Linked DNA regions of Anser cygnoides: region 2 is linked to region 1. The links are chromatin contacts, called in public Hi-C maps. All regions are on one chromosome and are shown on one strand. The core of a region is the stretch at or near the end of the contact, and the rest is flanking DNA. Distances in the headings are between cores, read along the strand shown. Region 1 has its middle 13 kb from the start of OSTC. Region 2 overlaps COL25A1 (collagen type XXV alpha 1 chain).

What was found. Hi-C and Micro-C count contacts between places; a contact is called where the count stands out from the background.
Region 2: a contact with region 1 is called in a Hi-C map of liver, with 4 times the contacts expected there. The contact joins two enhancer-like sites. A contact is called at or near these places in 4 of 7 Hi-C or Micro-C datasets (granulosa cells and liver).

What each region holds. Positions count from the first base shown.
Region 1 is chr4:76,059,748-76,065,990 of Taihu_goose_T2T_genome, forward strand. No RefSeq gene overlaps it. Among named protein-coding and RNA genes, the nearest start is that of OSTC, 13 kb to the left of the region's middle. Within about 2 kb of position 4,299, at least 3 of the 3 cell types and tissues checked have open chromatin away from gene starts, as enhancers often do.
Region 2 is chr4:76,125,957-76,131,704 of Taihu_goose_T2T_genome, forward strand. It overlaps COL25A1 (collagen type XXV alpha 1 chain), which reads right to left. Exons shown (of 37, transcript XM_066996430.1): 31 at 919-972. Among named protein-coding and RNA genes, the nearest start is that of ETNPPL, 29 kb to the left of the region's middle. Within about 2 kb of position 2,500, at least 2 of the 3 cell types and tissues checked have open chromatin away from gene starts, as enhancers often do.

The sequences.
Region 1 (6,243 bases), core at 3,049-5,548:
AACAGGACCATTAGTTGGTGGGGGGCATCTGTGATATTTCTAGGAGGTGTTTTGCTGCTTCTCAGTGCATCTTTCTGCTCTGAGCTGGAGCCAATAAACTTTTCAATTGCACTGTTTTCTCCAGATCCGTTCTTTCAGGAGCCTTGCTTCACTGGTGGGTGGAATTTATCCTATTTCACGTTTTACCCCAGTGTATCTGTCCGTCCCTGCTACCGTTAGCCATTACACCAGCCCAGAACCACTGTGTTTCAGCCCCTTTTGCTGGCCTACTCCTGGCCTGAGCTTTTATTTCTGGGGATTTATGCTATTGTCTTTCAGTAGCTGCTGTCTTCTTTTTTTTTTTCTTTCCATTTTTTTTTTTTTCTTCCTGTCATTGTAGTCTTCCAAGTTTCAGGGCACCACTGCTGGTTTTGATTGCTCTCTTTCTAACTGCTGCGGTATTTCTGCCTTTAAGGGATATTATTTATCAGTCTCCTCTGCTCTTCCATTTCCTCATTCCTCCTCATCTAGTACTTTTCTCTTTTATCACACTGAAATCCATCACTTACTTCCACCAACCGCTTGGCTATCCATCGGCTGTGCTACTCTGGGCTTTCCTTCTTCTGTTCCTTCTACTCTGACTGCAAGTCCTCTAATTTTCCCTGCTGACCACTGTCTGAGCTACTTCACCCTGCAGTGACTCCACACTTCGTTAGCCCCTGCCCTCCGTGGCAAAGCTCAACCTCCTGGCTTCTCTCATCCTTTCAGCCTCTCTCATCCTCTGGCTGTTCCTTTGGCTGTTCTAGTTTTCTTTTAGCTGTCTCATGTCTTTGTCTTTATTGTTCTACACTCCACACCATCTGTTGTGCTGCTGCGAGCATGACTCACCCTGAAAACAATAAAAATCCTACTACATCCCCCAAGCACTACACTAGGGAGCCGACGAAGGCACTCCTGTATCCAAAATCTACATCAACAGCAGACAAGCCAAGGTCCTCATGGAATTCAGGTACATAATTTTTGTTTAAATCAATAGAATTCAAGTGCCAAATACATCTGAGAACCCTGCCAAAGTTTCGTCACAACTCTGAGAAAAGGAGGCGATTGTTTCCTGTGGCTGGATTTAAAAACACCTCTGTAGGGATAACCTGAAAGTTCTTGGGTTTCTTAGCAAATAGCCTTTTGCCTTTTTTTTTTTTTTCTTTATACATTTGCCATTACTGAGTGTTTTATGAGTGTAGACAACATATGGTCTGTACACAGTGGAACGGACCAAGGAAAATCTGTCACAAGGACCAAGATTCATACACACAGTAGACAAGGCAATAAATATGAGAGCTCATAAAAACAGGGAAAGGGAATGTTCCATCAGACCTTTTTTTTTTGTGGGTACAGAAGATGCACGACGCTTAAAACCACTGCCACTTAACAAAATGATTAACAAATTTAATTAAACAATTTTAAATTAAACAAAATTAAAAATAAATCACCATTTGGTTTCCTAACCTAAGCAGGAATAGTTTTAGCTATATCAAGAAGTTCTTTTCCTCTGACGTTCTAACAGGCAGCAGAAACACACGGTGACTTTAATTATTTTCTTGTTTCATCTAACAGCTGGTTAAACCGAAGGTATACATCACTGAAGTCAATGGAGGCAGACAAGTGCAAAAAGGGAAATCTTACAATATTACAAAACTTACAATATTTCAGCTGCATTCACAAGTAGCATTTAACTGCAGCTTCTGTATTAATTCTGTATCATGTGACTGAACAAGCCTCATTTTACTAATTTGGATGGTCAATACAAAGTATTTCCTTTGTGCAACTGCCTTTGAAAACAAATGTCTTTTACTTAAACATTGTAAATAATTTCTGAAGCTGACTACAAAGTTCTTGCTACCGTTAGTAGCTCCAGCATCCTTATTAGCTACTACTCTTAAGCTTTTTCAGTCTTGACACCTTTTACATGTCTGCAGTTTCAATTATCTGTTCAGGCTCTGGTTCACCACTGGATGGCAGTCCCTGCAATGCTATTCACTCTGGGAAGGAAAGTCTGGTTTTAGAAGTACACTACTGAAAGTACATGCTGCTTTGTACGTGAATATGAAATGTTACAGAGGTGAGTACATTTAGAACCATTTTTTTCTTATTGCTAAAGTATATGTGGAAGCCTTTTCTGTAGATTTCTTTCGCTTAAATTCATTTTTACAGTCCAAACTTCGGGATTGAATACGATAAAAATTTGCACTTCTGTTGCACCGTACAGCCAAAGATTTCAAACTACTTTATACTGACTAGGTCAATAAAGAAGTCAGCATGTGTGCATATATATATATATATACACATACACATATATGCATATATCTATATACATATATGCTGACTTTATACGTAGCTCATAAAGGGAAAAATGTGCAGTATTATAATGTAGAATGAATTACTCAAAATTACAGCCTTTAGGTAGATAAAGAATAAAGCCTCAGTCTTCTGATCCCAAATCCACTGTATGTCTGATGGTGGGAAATGAAATAAATGGCTATAAGGAACTGACTATTTAAATGGTTAAAATACAGTAACTGTAAAGATAAAAACAAATTAATATTGAAATTGTGACTGATATCCATACATTAAAATCAGAAGTCAGAACACGGGTAGATAGCAGAGGTAGAGAAAGCTCTGTGGACTTGACCAAGATTTCTGTGTGTATGGTTGTAAGTATGGTGAGTTTACTACCACAAGGTTTTGGAAAAGCTTGTGATGAAACCTGGAACGTAACGTGAAAAAATGTTGATACAGTCATAAAATAACCATAAAATACTGCAATCTATAGGTGCCTTTGCTTAAGCTAACAGGGATTTCACCTGACTGTATTTTAAGGCAATCAGATTCTCGTTTCATTTGAATAGAAATTTAAATGACAGCTTTATTACAAATAAATCCTGTAGATGTCTCCTTAGTAGGGACAGGGAGATAAAATGGAAACAGGAGGAAGAAAGTGTGCTGCAGCACTTGTAGAAAAGACCCCTTTCAAAACCCTTTACAGATGCCTGCATCTGAGCATATCGAAGCATTAATGTCAGCCACACAAATGGCTGTTTTTAGGTGGGTGGGATGTTGAAACAGTAAAGTGAGTGCCTTAAAGCTATGTAGCAGCTCAATAGCAGAGAGAGAAATAAAATTTAGATCTAATTGCCAGTTTTGAATCCTACTGACCATGTCGGACACTCAATTCAGCATCGAGCATTCACTAGAGTTTTTACAATGTATATATTTTTTATTCTAGATATTTTCATATTTTCAGGACAAACAAAACAAAACAAACAAACAAAAAAGACTTCTAAACTGCTTTTGTTAAAAGGCAGGATAAAAACAGGATAAAAACATTTTCGCAGCAACATTTTTTTGAAACTTGAAGCGTATTACTTCCCCTCTTGCTTACTGGTTTGTTGGCAAGTTCTGTTTCTTCTGTTCTTGAGATGATGTGTTTCACTGTGAGATCAATCCCGGTGTCTCCTTCGCCCTCCTTTACATCTCATTTGTTATTGAAATGGCTACTTACTCCTAGCTCTCTCCAATTAGTCCATAGCGCTAAAAGCTTCCTCTCTTGATCAATTTTCAAAGAAGCCCAAAAAATTCCTTTTTTGTATTCCTACGCGTTAGCCCTTTGCTTGTGCTCAATAACCGTCTGCTGAAATATATCATTGTTCTTTTCAAAGCACACCCTCCTGAAGGTCAGCTCTGTAGTGCCTCCAAAACTGGAGGACCAAAGTCCAGCTCTGACTCTCAGGTCGGGCCGACGGTGCCTCCATCTCCTTGTGTTACCCCTCTGTAGCTCTGTGTTGTGTCTTGCCCAGGTATAATTTGTGTGCTCCTTGGGGTCAAGAAGCCTTTGTTTCTGCTGCACGGTGTCCATGTAAAGGACTCCTCGGCACTTCAGCAACATGCATAATAGATTCCACATTAATTAAATTTTATCAAGGGAAACCCTACCACCAGATTCCCGATCAACTGTGCTGTTTATCTCAGTCAGCTTGAGGTTTCAGATTACTTTCTAAAGCCGTCTTTGAAAAAATCTTCCAGAGTTTTCTCTGTTTGGCTTTCCTTTCGCCCTCCTCCCGTCCTGCTGCCTGCTGGGAAGTGCCGGTGCCCTCGTTACAGCAGCCCAGTTCCCTGCGTTTCCAAGGCCTCCATCCAAACCCCCGGCCGCTGACTTTCTCCATGTTTATTCTGAGCTTTTCTCTGCCTGGGAACATGCCACAACACACCCTCCGCTCCTGCCCAATCCCTTCCCGTGCTGACGCAACGTGTTTTTCGGCCTGCCACGTGTCCCAGGATAACCTCTCCCTGCGTCTGCGTGCCCTCACGTTCGGCTTCTCAGTGAGCGAGGGACTTGCCGCCGCCGCCGCGCGCTGCGGGTCGGGCAGGCCGCTGTGGTAACACCCAAACACGGGGCGAAGAGGCTGCGGGACAAAGCGTCTTGTTTCCCGTTGTGCTTTCTGCTGACACCACACGCAGAGGCAAATTCTGCCCGGAGGAAGGCAGACAGCAGCCCAACGAGGCAGCAGGCCAAGATCCTGTCCCAACAGAAGCACCGAAGCTACGAGGATTTAATGATTTAGCACTTAACTGCAAGGGAAGCTGGGTGTTCAGTTATTGTCAGTGATTCACTGGCTGAGGAAAAAAGACCCCTAAAGAAGAAATATACCTCAGACTGACAAAGAGCAGGCACTTATTAAGGATTAATTTCGGATACACGTGTTCAAGCTGCAAAGCTTTGTTCCTGACTGAGGTACAAGTGTATTTATGATGTGAATGTACCTGAGTCTAGGGCTTTGTTTTGGCCCACTGTACGTGGCCCAGCTGTGCCCGGCACACAGAAATAGGGCAGATTTGCCCAAAGTTTGGAGATTTGGGTTGCAGTTTCTCCTCTTGTATGGTGGGTGTTTATAGACCTCCCTGGTGCACACAGTAGTGTATAGTAGAGGATTTGTGCTCTGCAATGCAGGTGGTGATCTGTAAGTTGCTGAGTTGCCCTAATAAGTTCAGAACAAATGATATCCTCCCGGAAAGTCGCCTCTTGGTTGGTTTCAGAAGTGGAACTGCACTTTGAATAACTCAGTGGAGGTTGCTGCAACTCATACCTACTCGTCCATGATGTGATGTGGCTGGAAAACATTTTATGAAATTATTTTCATAACTGAGACTTTCTTAGCCTATGCATGTTTATCTGCCTTGTAGCAGAGGCTTGGAAGGGACTGGCGATAGTCAGCTTTGTGCTATGTCTGCCCTGAAGGAGCCATCCTTTGGTCCTAAGGAGCACACAGTGGGTTCGTGTAACACATCTGCTCTAGCACAAGTAGGGAACAAGCTTTAAGGGAGCTCCATGCTCATTGCCCTCCACATAACCTCTGACACTAGTGGCCTTTGGTGATTCCCATTTCAGACTTGTATTTCCTTGTTAATTACAGAGTGTGCTTTTAGTAGCTGCTGTTATTAAAGATACGTGGTCATTGCTTGTTCAGTGTTAATGCTTGGTGGAGCAGTCCCACGCTGTTTTTCACTGTGTTGGTTGTGCAAAAACACATGTGGCGCTGCCAGGCTGGAAGAGCTCACAGTGTGTTGGGAAAGAAGGGAAGGGGAGGCTGGTGAGAGAGCTCTTCTGCCAGAGAGTGCTTCCCCTCCATCCCTCCAGCCTCAAGTTTCAGGTGCACTTGCCTACCTGGTGGAACCGAAGCTTTTTGGTCAGTGCCAGAAAGATCTGTTTCTGATACGTTTTAGGGAGCTGCTGGCATTGTAGTCACTTTGAGAAATATCTGCCCAATTTAATTCTTAACTCTTCTTGCAGTCTGAGGGGAGGGTCTCTCCTTTGCTGATTTCCTGTTGGAGCCTCATTGCCCTGCATTTTCGTAGATACTTTGCCCTCTAGGGACCCATGGAAAGGTTCCCTGGTGGGAATTGCTGCTGGGTGGACTTGGTATTTAAGCCTGTGCGTTGTTTTGGATCCTGAGAACACAGACTTCTTTTAAAGTCAGACAGTCTAAGAAGTATAATTGTCCTACATTTATTTGATGACTTTGATGATATATGGTTTTGACTTTTCTTATTAATAATGCACTACTTCTTTGCTGATGAAAGGAAAGATGTGGGAAGTGCACTATCTTGGCCCAAGGTCTTTCATGTGATTTCAGTTCACCCTAAGTAAAAGTCAGGAGTGACCACTGGGATAGCAGAGACTGGGGGTTATTTTGAATAGCATCTGTATAT
Region 2 (5,748 bases), core at 1,250-3,749, 64 kb after region 1:
ACAGGCTACTGTTCCTATTTTGGACTGCATTGCATGTCTTGTATTTATTTTTCAACAAACAGCTCTATAGAAATGAATGCTCACATCACATACATCTTTATTTTACTGCTGCTAATGTTAACTGGACCTGAGCCATATGGCTGTGTCCCCAGTGCATCGAGTCTGAAGTTGTTTTAGCACAGCTGTTTTGTTAAACTGAGAAATTCAAAGAGACATGAGTCTGGGCTGGGAAATCCTTGGAAGTTTTAGTTAGTATAAGGTATCATCTTTTTTTGTTGTACAAGTTCATGGCAGTATTGTTAAAGATGACAGCCTCATAGTTGAAGATTAAGGACTATTTCAATTGGAGAAAATTTACTGTGAATATTTCAAATTAAATAGAGGAGGGTTCCTAACTTCCATGCTTAAAAAACAAACAAACAAACAAAAACTTTATAGAGGCTAAAAATTGTTTTCAAGATAGAAAACTTAAGTGCAAATACCTCAGGAATACTCAGGTTTTTTTTGTTTTGTTTTGTTTTGTTTTTTTTTGGCTTTGGTTTTAACCATTTCATATATATATATATCACAGATCACACTATCTTCCAGTTTGTTCTCTCAAATTATCTATACTAATTGATGAAATTAAAAAAAAAAAACAACGTTCTGCATAGCACTGTAAACTTAAAAGTCCTGTAAGCTTCTTACCAATTAGTAATCACAAAATGCCATTTCTTCTGAAGTTAATGAGTTATAAAGTCAATGCTTACATGGATAAATGTGCACGTAACTTGAATGTTTATACAGTTCTGGGTTGATCTTTCTACGATGAAATAGTGTTCTGTTTAGCAACATCTAGGCACACTATAAGTAGCCGTATGATATTTTACTATTGTGGCACATTCTTCAAAAAGAAAAGCCCACAGATATTATACTTACTCTATCTCCTTTAGGACCTGCAGGGCCATGGGGACCAACTGGGCCATCTACACCCTGTGAAAGGAAACCAAGAGGTAAGAGAGAGGTCCTGTTCTCACAAGTCTTTAGTTTTAATAGCTGTCTTCTAGCCAAGAACTAACATGGAATCAGCCTTCACCAGTCGAAAATGCAGACTGAATTGTGCTGGGACCTGGGCAAACAAATCCATTTGGCTTTCAAAACGCTACATTGTAAGCTCTCATGTTAGATAGTAACCTATCTATTTTCTAGTTGGATTTGACTTTATTCATGGAAGTCGTACAAAGAGTTTAAATTTATTGAAAGAAATTTGGCCAGTAGAATTTGAAAGTTCAAACAATATTTATTATTAAGCACTGATTTTGTAAATTGAAATGTCCACCTACAAGGTGGATACACCCGTTGCAGTGATCAACGGCAGATTTACAGAAACCTTCAGATACATAACTCTATCCTTCTTTCACTTTATCCACTTCTTTATCATGATAAGAAACAAATAATTTAACATTTATTTTAAATATAAGAATGCCTGTGGTGCGACCCCAGCACATCTGCATCCATTTTGCTGATTCCATATTAGCATAAAACAAATATGTTTTCCTGTGTAAAACAAATCCCTGACCTTTCTCAGGAAAATAAGTGCCCCAACCAGCACAGGCTTTGCAGCAGTTCTCCAACCAAAAATGAAAAGCAAACTGCCTTTGTAAGATTCAGAGCTCTTCCTGCAGATACTCGCATTCTCCTTCCCCCACACATTGCCCCAAGAGTCTGCTCGCAGCCCCCTCTGATCCGGCACGGAAAATGCCTGTGACATTTGGCCTTCATTCCTCCATGCCTTGAGAGAGTGTGGCCAGCTGGAAAGCACACGGACTCGGTAACGAAGAGTGACACAGAAAGACGAGGGACTCACCCGGGGTCCTGGCTTTCCGTCTAAGCCAGATGCTCCCTGTGTGGTTAGGTGGAAGCATGGATGATGGGTACAACACGGATGACAAGAACGTGAGATTAGTAAGTGGTGCTGATGAATAAACATAATTCAAACGTACAGTACAAGTTGTGACAGGGTTCTGGAATGGGTATCACGTTGCTACAGCATGTTAGTTAAAAATTCACATAAAACATCAAGGGCCTGAATCTGTTCTGACATCGGTGCAACATCCCTGACCTGCCCTTGCCTTCCCATCGTGGTACAATTGACCAGAATAAGCGTGAGGCTACACAAATGCTACAAACACCAGATATTAGGGTGTTTTTGAGACTTAACACACAAATATTTACTTTGTAATTTACTTGCTTACTTTCCAATTTGTAAATAATGACAATACTGCATACTCTACTACACAAAGAAAAATGTATGTTAATAGTGAGAGGAAGTATTTAAGTGCAAGAATAGTGCATTATGCAGCTAACAGAGTCTGGACCCTGACTACAATGGCATCATTCATTTCCAGGAGCCCGGGAGACAAGCAGGTTTCCTGTTTTCCCAATGCTCTTCCAGCTCAGAGCTCAGCCTAGGGCTGGCGAGTGGGTAGCAGCCGGCTCTGAGGGCTACCGACTTCAGCATCCTTGGGGACGGGAGGACCTCTGGTGGATTTTATGCGAATAACAGCTGTGAAGGATCTGCTCGGCTGTCCCAGCAGTGAGGGCAACAGTGCTGGGACTAAGAGGGCCAAAACTACTTGGATAGCTGAGGCATAGGGAATAAAGCTGGGCCCAAAAAAATTAAAAAATAAAAATAGAAAAAAATATAAAAAGAGAAAGACATAATTCACTAATGGTGAAGATGAGCCACTTTTAGAAAAATCAAACATTTTGACTTTGCTCTGTAAAATGACATTTAGGAAAAGTAAGGAGGAGGAGTATGATAAGGTCTGTATAAGTTGAAAAAGTAAAGGAGCATTTTGCTCCGGGTTAAAACAAACACTTCTGGAAGAGCCCAAACACTTGTCTTAGCAATTTTCAAGGGATCAGACCTTTCAAATTTTCTTTGGATCAGATCTCCAAAGTTCCCTCTTTCCATAGCTGAAACTGACAACTTGAAAAATAGTCAGTTTTGTCAAAATCAGTGAGAATTTTCACCTTGTCCAGAGGCCCTGTACATAATTCTTGAAAATATTCATCAGAGGGGTTTTGTTCTCTTTGGGTCAACTAAATCTCTTTCCTCCGTTTTACGACTAGCAATGTGATCACATGGAGCAATCCTCATGTTCAAAAAATTAGAAATGAGCACTTTCCATGTGGAAAAAATGAAGTTTTTTTATTATTATTTTTTTAGAGTGCTTTCAAATACACAAAGTAAGCACAAAAGTATTTTCTCTTTTTGTCAACCTATATTTTAAGAACCATAACATTTCCATGAAAAAATATGTTGTTTTTTAGGACCTTCACTTCCAAGAACAAGGCAAAAGGAAGAATCCAGCACCCCTAATGAATTAAGGGAAAAAAAAAAAAACAACTCCCTAAGCCAATTTTTAACTTTGCTTAGTTAGACCCCTCCATTTTTTTCCTGCAGAAGTGCAGAGGAATAATAACTGAAGATGTGGGGAAGACGGGAAGATTCCCTAGTCAACGCAAACACCATACAACACTTAAATAACAAAATGATTAATGTAATGGGGTTGATGGCATCCTTATGACACTGAACACTTTCAACTGACACATAACAAAATAAACCTGACAGCACTGGGTGTTACAGGACATTACTTCAGACAATTGCACAGATTCTGAGTAGAACAAAACAAGACTGATACTCTGCTCTATCATGGTATGTATGCTTTTGAGTAAGCCAGAGTTGTTCATCGAAAATAGAAAGAGAAGTTTGTGACTTGTACTGAGATTGAATAGGTTTGGGGTTTTTTACTTACTGGAAGACCAAGGGGCCCTCTGTCACCCTTTTGACCTGGTTCACCCTTCAATCCTTTAAGACCATTTAACCCTGGTTCACCCTAAACGTAAAAGTATAAATGCCAATTTTTTGGTGCTATAATGGGTGTTTAAGCGGGATAGAAGAAGCCAGTCTCAGAAACAGCCGCAAATTCCAGTTTAAAACAAGGACGAAAATTCAACCTTCTTGGCCTGCTGGCAATCTACATGCAGCTACAGTCTTGTGCCAAGATACCTGGGAGGTATCTGCTGGAGATTTCAAGTCTCTGTGAAAAAATCTACCAGAAACTTATGAGTAACAGAATCTTTTGATTCTTTTCCTAATAATTATCACTATCTTTAAGTAATTTGAATTAAGTGTGAGTTTCAGGGTTTTGTGGAATTTCCTCAAATCCCACAATCCACCCCATTCAGTAATTCAAACTGAAAGAAAACTTTCTGAAAAACAAGCCTCAAAACTTAAGGCTTTACAGTGGGATCTCCTGAAAAGTATGTTTTGTAAGGAAGCTATATTATTCCTTGTGGCAAACCGGAATTTGCAGCAAAATCTCGTATAAAGATATTTTAAACCTTTAAGCATATATAATTAAACAGAAACAAATTAAAAGCAGCAGTATACGTTATACAACATGATGCTATTTTCGAGGTCTATAGTTTCTGTTCTCATATAGAGAGGTTTAACCAACATAAGAAATGTCACTTGTCTTGTTGTGATTGCTAAATTATGCATAGGCTATTACATTAAACATTAGTAAGAGGATAATGGTGGGCATGTGATTACTAATAAATCATTCTCACATCACAAAAAACTACACCAGCATGAGGGCTGCCCAGTCAAAAAGGGTATTGACCGTGCCTGCCTCTTTTGGGAAAGAGAAATATGTGCATTTTTCATACGGGCTGCTCCCTATGGACTTGTTCCTTGGCTTCCCTTTGATGTATTATGTTACATTATATCATATAAATTTAAAATAAAATTCAGAATAGAATCTAGTCTGCTGCCTTAAGTAACTCCAGACATCTGCTGACTTTGCGCCCTAAGTAGCCATTTCTTCATTCCTCTTCCATTCGACTCAATGTGAATTTCAGAGCAGTAGCACTGAAAATGCTGAAAGTTTGGAAACAGACCTGAGAAATCTCAGAAAAGCCTGGGTGTCAGGCCAAAAGCCTGAGGTAAGGCAGGTCTGGTGGAACAGATCTGACTTCAAAAAATGATTTATGACTCTAGCTTCTTGCGCCAAGGTAATACAAATAGTCTCATAACGAGTCAAGCCTGTGAAGATTTTCTGTCTCACACCTTAGAAAAGAACACACTAAAAACTAAATGAAAAAACCCTCTTCTTCTTATTTTTTTAGGGGAAGGTGTATGTGATTAGGGAGCCATAATGATTAAAATGATCATGCTCGATAGCGACACTAGCTCTAATGAATGCTTAGAGTCCTTACAATGTATCTTCATGTACTATGCTGTATAAAACATTCAAATATTATTGAAAACCTGCCCAATCAGGGATTCTAGGTTGGAAAACAAGAAGATACACATATAAGATTATGGCAGGGAACTTGTGTAATGTGTGAAGGAACTGGTCAGAAAAGTACATGGCATGAAAGAAAGTTTTCATACTAGAAGAAGAAGGACAGGCAAGAGATCATAAAGGAAGAAGGGTTTATCTGACTTCATTTGCTGAGTGAATATCACACTTCTACATTCAAAAGTAACTCCAATTGCAATTGGAATGGTAACTTGCCCACAAACGGGAAACTACTTTAGTGCCGCACCACAGTTACCCATAAGAGAATCAGATTTCAGCCAATGTTCAGAAGAAATACTAACAAGAAGAAATCACAGAAAATTTAAAATCTTTTAAGCTATCTGTCAATATTAAACTCTGCTTTAAGGTTTAAGAATATCAGAAACATTTATTAAAT